4 separate regions of the Mus musculus genome follow, and all the other regions are linked to region 4. The links are chromatin contacts, called in public promoter capture Hi-C maps. All regions are on one chromosome and are shown on one strand. Each heading gives the region's core, a stretch centred on a gene start, on an enhancer-like site or on the middle of the called end of the contact. The rest is flanking DNA. Distances are from core to core; before and after follow the strand shown.

Evidence for each region. Promoter capture Hi-C pulls out the DNA fragments that hold promoters and counts their contacts.
Region 1: a contact with region 4 is called in a promoter capture Hi-C map of pre-B cells, with 3 times the contacts expected there. The contact joins the promoter of Psmd1 here to the promoter of Gigyf2 in region 4. A contact is called at or near these places in 2 of 39 promoter capture datasets (liver and pre-B cells) and 1 of 9 other capture datasets (liver).
Region 2: a contact with region 4 is called in a promoter capture Hi-C map of pre-B cells, with 4 times the contacts expected there. The contact joins the promoter of 2810459M11Rik here to the promoter of Gigyf2 in region 4. A contact is called at or near these places in 2 of 39 promoter capture datasets (hippocampal neurons and pre-B cells).
Region 3: a promoter capture Hi-C map of pre-B cells shows a contact between it and region 4, with 9 times the contacts expected there. The contact joins the promoter of Armc9 here to the promoter of Gigyf2 in region 4. A contact is called at or near these places in 4 of 39 promoter capture datasets (hippocampal neurons, liver and pre-B cells).

The regions. Positions count from the first base shown.
Region 1 is chr1:86,063,082-86,066,090 of GRCm38.p6, forward strand. It overlaps Psmd1 (proteasome (prosome, macropain) 26S subunit, non-ATPase, 1), which reads left to right and starts at 1,538. Exons shown (of 25, transcript NM_027357.2): 1 at 1,538-1,724. The coding sequence starts at 1,709.
Region 2 is chr1:86,044,409-86,047,410 of GRCm38.p6, forward strand. 2810459M11Rik (RIKEN cDNA 2810459M11 gene) reads left to right here and starts at 1,455. Exons shown (of 3, transcript NM_001144993.1): 1 at 1,455-2,164. The coding sequence starts at 1,555.
Region 3 is chr1:86,153,013-86,156,078 of GRCm38.p6, forward strand. Armc9 (armadillo repeat containing 9) reads left to right here and starts at 1,768. Exons shown (of 25, transcript NM_030184.2): 1 at 1,768-1,831.
Region 4 is chr1:87,325,652-87,328,550 of GRCm38.p6, forward strand. It overlaps Gigyf2 (GRB10 interacting GYF protein 2), which reads left to right and starts at 1,347. Exons shown (of 29, transcript NM_146112.4): 1 at 1,347-1,441.

The sequences.
Region 1 (3,009 bases), core at 288-2,787, 1.3 Mb before region 4:
CCGCATTCCCCAATCAGACCTTGATCAGAAGTTCCAGGACCTCCCAGCTACAAAGAAAGCTTGCAGACCACCTGGGCTATTGTATAGGATCCCCCACCCCATTCTCATTGTTTATTTATGATAGACTAGTTCATTCATTATCATAATAAAGTACTGTGAAGTTTTTGTATTTTAGAGACAGGCTTTCTATTTTTAAAGAGGTATTTATTACTTATTTGTGTGTGTCTATGTGCCCATGAGTATAGGTACCTGTGGAGGCCAAAAGAGAGCATCAAACCCCCTGGAGCTGGAGTTACAAGTAGTTGTGAGCTACTCGATGTGGGTGCTCAGAATTGTACTTGGGTTCTCTGGAAGCTTAACCACTAAAGGCAACTCTCCGAACTGCCACCAACCCAGCCTTTTTAAGACAGGGTCTCACAATTGACTCCTCCTTCACTAGAATTCACTATGGAGATGAGGCTGGCCTGGAACTCACAGAGATCTGCCTACCATTGCCTCCCAAGGGGTGTACCACCATGTTTGACACCTGGACAGTCTATTTTTGTGTATGTTCATATTTGGGGGGAGGGGGGCCTTCGCTGGATGAGGCTGTACGAAAGACACAGGCATGGAGGCAAGTTTGTGTCAAACATATACACATGTATATGTATATACACATATATACACATATACGCAAGTAGGCCGGAGGTTGACATTGGGTGTCTTCCTCAATTGCTCTCCCACTCTTCCTTCCCTACCCCCACACTCCTCAAGGTCTTACTTTGTAGCTCTGGCTGTCCTGGAACCCACTTGTAGGCCAGGCTGGCCTTAAATCCACAGAGATCTTCCTGCCTTTTCCTCTGCTTCTTGAGTGCTGTGATTAAGGTGTGAACCACAACACCCAGCCACTTTATTTTTTGGAAACAAGAGTCTCTTACTAGACCAGGAGCTCACCAACCGGCTACACAGGCCGGCCAGCAAGCCCCAGATATCCACCTGCCTTCACCTCCCCCAGCACTGGGTTTACACCGGCCACTGGGAATCCTAACTCAACTTCAGGTCTTCATGCTTTTATGGCAACCACTTAAGCGACCAAGTCGCCTTTCCAGCATTATCCCACCACCACCTTCCCCTACTTTGATAGCAGATCTTTTATAGCCCAGGCTGGCCTCGAATTCAAGATCCTTCTGCCTCAGTCGCTTTTCTAAGAAAATACTTCCCTGTAGTCTTGGGTTGGTGGGCATTATTGCAGTGAGACCTCCATAGCCTTAGGTGGCGCTGCGAGCAATGCTTATACCTCCCCTAACACTCATTCTCTTAGCAATGGCGGGTGATGAGTGGGCCTCTCTTTGCAAGGGTGTCTATTTTGAAGCCTGATTGCAACTAGAAATGAATGTCCGTTCGCAGCCGGCCAGATCTCTGACTTCACGGAGAGTTATAAAAAACAACGACATGTTTTTTTACCTTGTTGCATGATCTCGAGAGGCGGAAGCTGCATAAAAGACACAGCGTGGCGGTGAATTTGAGCCAAGCCTCAGGCGGAGATGCGGGCAGCCCTAGGGCGGGCGGGGTCCTCGGCTAGAAGCGAGCCGGCGGCCTGTGGAGGGGACTGACTGAGCAGCGCACCCGGGACCCTGGAGGTGCGGTAGAGCAAGCGGGCCCTGAGCTGACAGATCCAGGGCTTGGCCAGGACTGTGGACGAGTGGATCGGCGAGTGCAGGGCGCAGCCATGATCACTTCAGCCGGTGAGTGCTGCCGGGAGCAGGCGCCCCAGTGAGGAGCCGCCGCCGCGCCGGCGTTTAGCTGAGTCAGGGCGGGTGACTGGGCACCTCCGGGTCGAGCGCCGGCCTGCGAGGCCCCTCTGCCCGAGGCCCACCTCGGGGATCGAGGGCTGGGAAACTGGCCAGGTCACTGCAGGCCCCTGGGGTTCGTAGGAATAGGACCAGGTAGCCACCCGGCCGTCCCTCTCCAGCCACACCCCCGTTCCAGGACCAGACCGGGCTCCTAGGCGGTCGCTGGACCTTTATTCTCTGTCCGCTTCTTGGTCGAGTGACCCCCCAATCCTTCCCCGCAGGTGTTTCGGTTTGGGATGGGCCCCGGTGTCATCGTAAGCATCTTATAGCAGGTCCTGGCCTGGCAGCCTAACTGCTACACTAAGTGCTTCTGGCTTGTGCATGAGATATCTTCTCCTGGAAGTCCGAAATTAGGTTTGAGGTGGCTGGGTTTTTGGTGCTACCGTATTCACCTAAGAACCTCGTTCAGTGAAGGCAGCATTGACTGGAGAGCCACCTTACTGTGTGTGTTTAGATCCTCAGGACTGCAAAGCAGGTTTCGCACACTTGTATGGTAGATACTTGTAATGGCTTTTGAAATGGGAAGGTGTGGAGGGAGATGAACTTCTACATGGAGATTTTTCAAGCCCACTACAGACTTGAACTGCGTATAGCTGTTCCCAGTCTCGATGCTTTCTCAGCCCTGGCTGCTTGCGTACCCTTGCTTGGTTGTTATTCCTATTCTGTACTTGTTCTACAAGTATTTGATTTTGAACAAACGGGTTCTCAGTAGACAGTATGCTGTACGGTGGGGAGGGTCTCACTGTGTAGCTCTAGCTGTCCTCGAACTCACTGTGTAGACCAAGCTGACCTCAAACTCACAGAGATCTCCTGCCCCTGCTTCCTAAATACTAGGATTAAAAATGTGTAGTGTACTACTACACTCTGTGCTGGTTATTTTTAAACACGTGAAGAAGTGTTTGGACTTGAAGTTAGACTTTTGTCCTGATAGAGACAGATGATTGCAATGAATTTTAGTTCCCATCAAAAGAAGCATTTTCTTTTCTTTTTTCCAATTAGCTCTGGAGGAAAATACTAGATTTTTTGCCACTTGTAAGAATAGGCTTAGGCCCCGCCATTACCACTGGTCTTCAAAGTGGTGGCTTCACTGATCATAGTTGTGTGGGTGCTTAATAGAATACTGTTAGGGTGGACGCAGAGATAGCCACCTCATTTGGAATGTGGTCCAGGCCACCTT
Region 2 (3,002 bases), core at 205-2,704, 1.3 Mb before region 4:
GACAAAACTGGTAGGACGTATGTTCCTGCTTCTGACCTGGATTTTAGACAAATAGTCATAGATGCATATACATGTACACACCTTACACCTATAGACCAACACCAGAGCACGCCAGCATCCCATGTCCACTTCTAGATCAGTGGCTCTCAACCTTCCTAACTCTGCAAGCCTTTAATACAGGGCCTCAAGTTGTGGTGACTCCCAACCAAAAAGTTAGTCTCATTGCTACTCCATAGCTATCACTCTGCTAGTATTGTGCATCATAATGTAACTGGCTTTTCTGAAGGGGTCACAAGGGACGGGTTGCTCTAGACTTGTTCTAGATTCTGGCCCATGGGGAACAACAGCCTCACATGACATCAGGTGGTACCCAAATGCAACAAGTGTTTGTGGAAAGGATGATCTTGATCCATTTGGAGGAAGTATTGGAGGCTGAAGAGAAGTGGTAGAGGAGGTCCCCTGGGTGATGGTTAATTCTAATTATCAAGGAAACACAACCCAGAATCACCTGGGGAGAGAGTCTCAAAAGGGGACAGTCTAGGTCAGCTTGCCCCGTGAGCAGGTCTGGGAATGGCCAGGATTATCTTGATCACCTTAACTGATGAGGGAAGACCCAGCCTGAAGGGTGTGACACCCTTCATTGGTGTGATTGTACAAAAATATTCCTATCTCTTCACTCATGGGTGTGGGTGTGTTGTGGCCAGCTGTCTGGAAGCTCCTGCCTCTGTGACTTCCCTGCAGTGATGGCTACAACCAGGAACTGTGAGCTAAAATAAGCCCTTTCTTCTCTTCCCTAAACTGTTTGGTGTTAAGGTATTTTTATCACAGCGACAGAGTTGAAGCTAGGATGTTATGCTTCCCATCTCTCTCCCGTTCTCACTCACTCTTCTGCTCCAACTGGGCTCCAAAGCTTACACCACTGGAAAAGCAGGCCCTGACGCCAAACCCTGTAGGACTACTCCGAAATAGCTCCAGAAGTTAGAAATGGTGGTACAGACTGTAATCCTAAACTGAAGCTAAAGGGTCTCCAGATTCTAGGCTAGGATGGTGAGATCGTGTCTCAGGAGAAAGAAAGAAAAAAAAAATCTGAGAGATGGTTTACCGATTAAGAGCACTGACTGCTTTTGCAGAGGACCTGGATTGGGTTCCCAGTACCCATGTAGTTGATTATAAACATTCACAACTCCAGATCCAGGAGATCAGACGCTGGTACTAGTGCAGATGCATTTAAGCAAAATATCCATACACATAAAACAAATAAAACGCATAAACAAACAAAACCATCTTACCCTAAGAGGGTACATTAGTCAGGTTAATAATGTCCACTCATCCTCAGTCCCCCACAAGAGCCTGTACTTTCTAGATGTCCTAAATGCTTAGTAGTCCTAAACTACTGAGTGTGTTACTGGGTATCTAAATGAACGAATGAGTGAATGATAAATTCAGTGCGGCGGGACAGGAGTGCGCAGGGGGTCTGGGCGGCTCGGCCCTCGGGGGCGTGTCGGCCGAGGCAGCGGCGGAGCTCCCAGCTCGGCGCAGGAGGCGGCGGCCAGCATGGAGAGCGAGCTGGAGGCGCTGGCCCCGCGGCCCGCGAGCCCGGCGGAGCCACCCTTCCAGGCGTTGGTGGAGGCGGCGGGTGGCCGCGGGCAGGTGCTGCTGGTGGGCGAGCTGTGGGAGCGCGAGCAGAGCCGCGCGCTGCTGAGGGACTTCGCCGGTGCCGTGTTCCCGCCGGAGTCCGCGCCGGGCAAGCCGGGCTGCGCAGAGGCCGAGAGCGCGGGCACCGCGGCGGCCACCGAGTCGCACGGGGCTCCGGGGGCGAAGGCGGAGCGAGCCATTCGCTCGCCGCTCGTTTTCGTGCTGTGCCGCGTCGGATCGCTGACCTCCCGGGAGTCGCGGCGCCGCCTGCGGGAGATGCTGCGGGACGTGCGCGACCGGAGGTGTGAGGGCGCCGCGCTGGTCGGAGTGCTGGTGGCCGACACGGGTGCGGATGACGCGAGGGCGCCCGAACTGCAGCTGCTCGAGACGCTGCTGCGCACGGTGTTCGGCCGCCAGGTCGGGGGCCCGGTGCAAGCAGCAGCCTTTCGTCCCGGCTGTCCCGCCTCCAGCCTGGCGGTCCAGGAGGCGGCCTGCAGAGCCCTGCAAGCTGCGGGGCCGGGACGACCAGGTGAGGCTGCGTGTGGGGTCAGGCTGGGCACTGGGGAAGGCGTCCCTTTAGACCGGTTGAACCCGTTTAGGCCACCCAACTCTGTTGAGGTAAACTGAGGCCCGGTGCTGGGAGGTCCCCAGCACAAGGCTTCTCAGCCTAAGGTGGACATGCTCTGGACATGGAATTGAGTCTGTCTGGCCAGATCCTGACTGCACATGAGATCGGGGGTGGGGTATCTGAGGGTACAACTGGTGGGAAGTGGGTAAGAAGTAGAGTTGAACTGCTCTAAACAACAACAATGTAGGAGTTGGAAACTGGGATAGAAGATGCAAAAATTTGGGTGGTGTGCGTGGGAAGAACTGAGTCTGGGGGGCGGGGTGACTGTAGCTTTAGGACAAGTTTGTCCTGGTAGGATTGTCCTCAGAGCTTTAGGAGAGGGGGAGCTATACAGGAGGCTCGGTGTGGAAGGGAGGAAGGCAATCGAAGTTCCTGGCAAAAACACAGAATAGGTGCCAGGGACGTATCCGGAAGGGTGTGAGGGACCGAGACCGTGACGACCTCAGTTATTCCTGGTAGCCACCGATCGCTGGCTGCTTCCGCCAGGTTTTCCTTCCACGCTCTATTCTAAAGTGTAGAGATGGTGTGAGCGCTTTTAGTCGGAGACTGCTCCGTCATGGGATCAGACGTCCCAAGGCAGCGTGTTTTGCTGCAAAGTACTGGGATTAAAAAGAAGGTCCTAAGTGGAGCCCTGACAAACGCTAGGAAAGCTTTCCACCGCTCAACTCACTTCCGTTTGACCTTTGACTGTAGTAAGCTTTTGAACTAAAGAGTGGCTGTGTGAGGTGTTCTGGCTGTG
Region 3 (3,066 bases), core at 518-3,017, 1.2 Mb before region 4:
TAAGTGCAGATGGTTGTAAGCTTCGATGTAGGTGCTGGAAATCGAACCCTTGTCCTCCGGAAGTGCTCTTAACAAGCTATCTCTTTAGCCCCAGAGGGCTCTACATCATGTAGTCCATTCTGTCAAAGACACAACCTGGACAGTTAAGAAGATCACACACACACACACACACACACACACACACACACCCCACACTCCCGCCGCCACCCCAAGTGATTGCAATAGGGAGAGTCATGGCTCCATCTAAGACCTGCTTAGAGGAAGGGTGGGATGATTTTTGGTTGGGATGCTTTAACCCTCAAGTAGAAGACCCAGAAATGTTTATTCCTGACTGGTTTCAGGGAGTGAGTTTTGTTTCTAAATTTTACTAATCAACTAGGAGACACAGAATGGGTGTTGCCATGGGTAAACAAGAGGACCAGCTGCTAGCTGGGAATTGAGTTGCATGGGATTCATGAGGAAGAGTGGACAGTTTTATGGGTCCTTCCCAGAACACAAAAGATGAGTTATTTGGGGAAACAAGGGTGTTGACTGCAGCAGTTTTGCAGGTGCACAGAATTCTGGAAAAGCACAACAGTGTTCACCTATAAAACACAGAGCCCGCCTGTTATTCATCCTGGAGACACAGGAATCAATCAGAGCACCTATGTGACTCACTTAGAATGATGCTGGGCACAAATATGGCGTATTCAGCAAATAAAAATTATCCGAAATGTAAATAAAATTGGCTGTTCTATATTTCATCTGATAACACTTGGCACACAGTTAACTGAGAATACTTCTAGGGGAAATTATTTTCAAGCTATATTACCTGGACAGGACATAGGACATAGTACTCTCTTCCTAAATATAGCCTTAGTTAGAAGACATCCTAACTCAAAGAGCATTGACAGAGCAGAGAGCTCAGGAGACAGGGCCTCTGCCCATCCTAGAGCAGCTGCTTCTTCTTTCTTCCTCCTCCTCCTCCTTTTTCCTCTTCCTCCTCCTCCTTCTTCAAAGGCGAGGGCACCTCCCTTCTCAAGTCCTCTGGACAGCCTTGGGAGGCTCCCACCTCTTTTTTTCTGTATAGCCCTGGCTGTCCTGGAACTCACTCTGTAGACCAGGCTGGCCTTGAACTCAGAAATCCGCCTGCCTCTGCCTCCCAAGTGCTGGGATTAAAGGTGTGCGCCACCACGCCCCGCGCAGCTCCCACGTTTTGAAGGCCTGGAAAGTGGTACTATAGAGACTTCTACCACAAAGCCTCAGCACTCCGAGGGGAAGGGAAGGGTTTTCTCTGGCCTTAAGCACTGACTTTGGACCAGAGATTAAAGAGTAGTAGCTCTGAATACACGCAGGGCAGTGGGCTGGCCAGAATTCTGAGTAGTATTTAATGCACGCTCCTTTACTAAATAAATAGGCCCTGGAATCAAACTCCCTTCGTCCGGCTTGGAGGAAAGCGCCTTTAGCTCTAAGCCATCTCGCTGGCCTCCGAATCTGTTTTGTTTTACAAACCTAAATTCATACGGGAAAGACAAAAGTGTCTCTAATACTTCCCGGAAGACTCTGTCGTAGGTGAAAGTGTGGTGCTCGGATCTTACATAGGCAGATCTGAGTTATCGTTCGTCTGCAGTCTAGACTAAAGTCACCCGCACGCCACACGCCTGTACGGCCTCACTTCCGGTACTCACCACGTATGGTACCTCCCACTCTCCCTCCCAGGATGCTCCACGTCGTCTTCGCCCAGCAAGATTGGCCGAGTCGCCTCACGTGACTTCGGCTAGCGGTAGCGGTTGCCCGGGTGACGGCCGGCGAGCTGGCGGTCTGGAGGAGTGAGCGCAGAGCCCTGCAGCAGGTAAGCGCGGCCCTCCTTGCGACTGCACCCTTGACACAGCCCTGGGATCATTGCATGGAGGGCTCGCCTTGTCGGACCCGGTTCCTTCCTGGCCAGGGCCCGAGGCGGCCGCTTGAGCATCCCATTGCTTCCCCCCAGGAGCCCCCGACTCCGCTGCGCTGCGGTGGGGTGGACTTGGAGTGGCCCCGGGCCTTCTCGCTGAGCATCTGCAGCAGGATCTCGTGGCCTGGGGCATTTAGCGCTCTCTCTCTCTCTCTCTCTCTCTCTCTCTCTCTCTCTCTCTCTCTCTCTCTCTCTCTCTCTCTTTCTCTCTCTCTTTCTCCCCCGCCCCCATAGTTTATTAGTAGTCTTCCTTCCCAGCGCCCAGGACACTCTCAGACTTCACTGAATCTAAGTGGAAGCATGTTATTTGCAGGACAAATTCATCTTCTCCTTATCCAGCCAGCTGTAGGCCTGAATCTCTCGCTGATGGAGAGATGGCATCGTCACCGCATGCAAAACACTACAAACAGTTTACTTCTTTCTTCACAAGGTAGATCCTTAGCCCAGAGGTTGTTTGGTCTAAGTTAACTGAGCTAAGGAGACAGGACATCCATCCAACACAGAGGGTTCAAGGGTTGCTTTGAACTCACAAGAGATATACACTTGCTGACCAAGCCTGATGACTTGGAACGCCAGGAACCACACTTCGGAAGGAGAGGCCCAACTCCTGCACATTCTCCTGAAATATCAGCATAGATTTAATCCTAGCTCTGGAGAGACTGTGAGTTTGCCCATGAGATGGGAAACTGTGCTAGTTAGGGTTTCTCTTGCTGTGATGAAGTAGTATGACCAGGAACAGCATAGGGGAAGAAAGGGTTTATTTTGCTTAAGATTCCACATCTTTGTTCATCAAAGGAAGTGAGGCAGGACAGGATCCCGGTTGTGTGAGCCGATATGGATGCTAAGGCCATGGAGGAGTGCTGCTAACTAACTGGCTGTCATCTTATGTACATCCTTATAGCCTCCATGAACTCAGAATTCCTGGTACCCTGACACGTTGCCTTAGTCAGTGTGGTTCCTACCGTCCCCTTTCTTCAAACCATTACTCTGTTTCTAATGAGATGGTGACCTGGGATTCCCTGAATCCCTTTCCATCCAGCTCCAGGCCTGTCTGAACCAGGCTGTCTAACAGGCATCTTGGGGCTTAACGCCACACACAATGCTTGCCTTGAGTTATGAAGGGGATTCTGATG
Region 4 (2,899 bases), core at 97-2,596:
TCTCGGGTTTCCCCACATCAAATAACATAATCTAGATAATCTCTCATAAATTTGCTCAGATATTTGTTTCCATGATGAATCCAAATCCCATCATGTTGACAGTCAAGATTAATGATCACAGTCAAGATTAATGATCATTCTCTGAATTTAATGCTCTTTTATACAGTCTCTCTTTGAAAGGGAATCAAGACTCAGGAAGGGAGGCAGAGGAGGAAGTTGGTATATATATATATATATATATATATATATGTATGTATGTATGTGTGTGTGTGTGTGTGTATTTTTTTTCCAAGTGTTGAATCCAGGGCTCCCAAACGACTAGGTTGGGAGTCTGCCACTGTGTTCTGAAACTTAAGTTTATGTTGATGGGAAGACCTATGATAAATGCTGGAGGATATTTTGCAGTGATTGTGTGAAACTGAGTGGATCCCAAACACCAAAGGTAGTAGAAAGGCAGGAAAAGACTAATGGTCCCAGAAAGACCCGGGTGACTTGAAATGGTAGATGTACCAGGTTTAGCAAATCAAAGTATATAGTATGTCCAGCTAAACATGAGTTTCAGAAAGACAGCAGATTAATTTCCTGTATTCTGTATTGCCGGGTTTACTATTCGTTATCTCGCAACCCTAAAATGGGAAGGCAGTATATATAAGGGGGTTGTAGGTCCACATGTAGTGGAAGGGTGTAGTAACTTTTTTTTAGTTTTTCGAGACACGGTTTCTCTGTATAGCCCTGGCTGTCCTGGAACTCTGTAGATCAGGCTGACCTTGAACTCAGAAATCGATCTGCCTCTGCCTCCCAAGTGCTGGGATTAAAGGTGTGAGCCACCACTGCCTGGCTAGGTGTAGGAACTTTTAAAACCTTCCCAGCTGTCACATTCCAGTACTCCAGGATGAATTTCCAGTTCTATAAGAAAGGAAACTGCTTTGAATTTCAGCTTTACCATTTGCCCCATGATGGACCAACTGGCAGGAAAATGCTAGACCAAATGCTGTGGAAAAGTTCTAGCTTGGAAAACCAGCTCATAAATGATGTGGAGATTTTTGTACTGCAACCGGGCACTGGATTGGGTGCATCGGACGGTGAGTCATAGGGCCTCTGGCCAGGCTCCAATTAGGGACACCAGTTCAACTCTAGGGCCATAGGAGATGCAGCCAAAGGCCCCACTGTGCGCCTGCGCTACTCAGGCTCCGTCCTCGCCCGGCCCTGCATCCGGGTCTCAGGGAGGGGCGTGTCCGAGGGGAGGGGCAGGCCGTCGAGGAAGGGAACGATGTCGTGGGAAGCTGGAGAGCAGGGAGGGAGTGAGGCGGGGATGTAGGCGGGGCGGGGGGCGGCGCGGCGCGCGGGGTCACGTGACGTGCGTGGCGACGTGTCGGCCATCTTGTGTTGTTGAGGCTGAGGATTGACTTGGGTTCTGAGAGACTCCTGTCCCGGACCGCAGGTAACCAGTGGCTCGGTGTGTGTCTCCCCTGCCCGCGGCCATCCCGCGCCCAGTCCCCGCCATAGCGCCCCGAGCTGCCGTGGCCCGGCGCCCACCGTCGCGTCCCCGCCGCTCCGGCCCGAGCCGGCCGCATGGACACACTCAGGCTGCCCGGCAGCGGCCACGGCCGCTGCCGGCTGGGGGCGTCAGACCTGGGGACAGGGCAGGTGCGAGGTCAGCAGGAGCCTCCTCCCGTGCGAGGGTCCCGGCAGTCCAGGGAGCGTCCCGGCCGAGGGCAGCCCCCTGCTTTCGCCCCCGTGGCATCGCGGGGGAAGCCGAGGAGAGGAGGCGGGAGGCGGGGTGGGCAGTGTCAGGCCGGAGGGTTCGCCTTCCGCTGCCCGCTCCTCGGGGCTGGTCGCCCGCACAGCCTCGGGGTACCCCGGCTAACAGCTGCTGCGAGCCGACAGCTGCTCCTGCCGGCGCTCCTGCCCGCACCTGCCCCAGGGAGGTGCGCCCTTGCCTTCTCCACCGAGCATCTGGACTGGGGAAGACTGCTTCTAGGGCTGGAGGACTGGTCTTGAGCAGGCCCCAGGCAAGGTGGAGTCATGATCTGATCCTGGGACTGAGAGGCTTGGGAAAGTAGAGCCCCGGGCAGCCCCGGGGACCCGAATGTTCATACCGGCTTGAAATGGGCAAGCAGTTTCCCACGAAGCACTCTTGAACACTTTGGTTTTGTAGCTGAAATATAAATCAAGCCAGCAAGTAAGGAAGGGTGTGAAAGGAGCTGATTGTGTGACCGCGTTTGGGAAGCAGTAACGTTGCTTTGCATTTATCTAGTACGGTCTCCCCTCACCTCCAGTTTTCTCGAAAGTCAAAGCACTTAAACACACCTAGTGGTTCTATTAGGAAGGTAAGTATTCCAACATAACTTAAGAAATGAAGGGACTCAATCAGTGATGGCTTCCCACCTAGTCCCATCTACCTTGAATTATAGGTAATTATGTTTCAGAGTGTTGTATACAGGGATTGTAGTCTTCCTTATGTAGTTACTCCTCTTTAGTAACAAATGACTTCCTAAATTACAAAAACTATTATCCTACTTTTTGTACATGAGTTTTCATCCTTTTTTGTGGCTCTGACTGGCAGAATTTTTCCTTTTGGTTAGAACATATACTTTGTCTTCATTTAATGATATTTCCCTAATGTAGCAGCTTTTAGATTGCCTAGACTGGGATATGTACTTCACTGTCACATAAGAAGACACTAGGAAAACATTTAGAAGTGACATATGTCTGGAAAAATACCAACGTTGAAGATGTTGGTGATTTGCTAGAAAGAAAAAGACCATACCTTTTTTGGTACTTGACAAAGGATTTAGAGTTTTGTGGCTGGGGAAGAAGAGATTATGTACTGTATGCTGCCATTCTTGTCTTTTCCTTTCTTTTCTGTTTGACTACAAGTACTACAGTATGTAGTGTG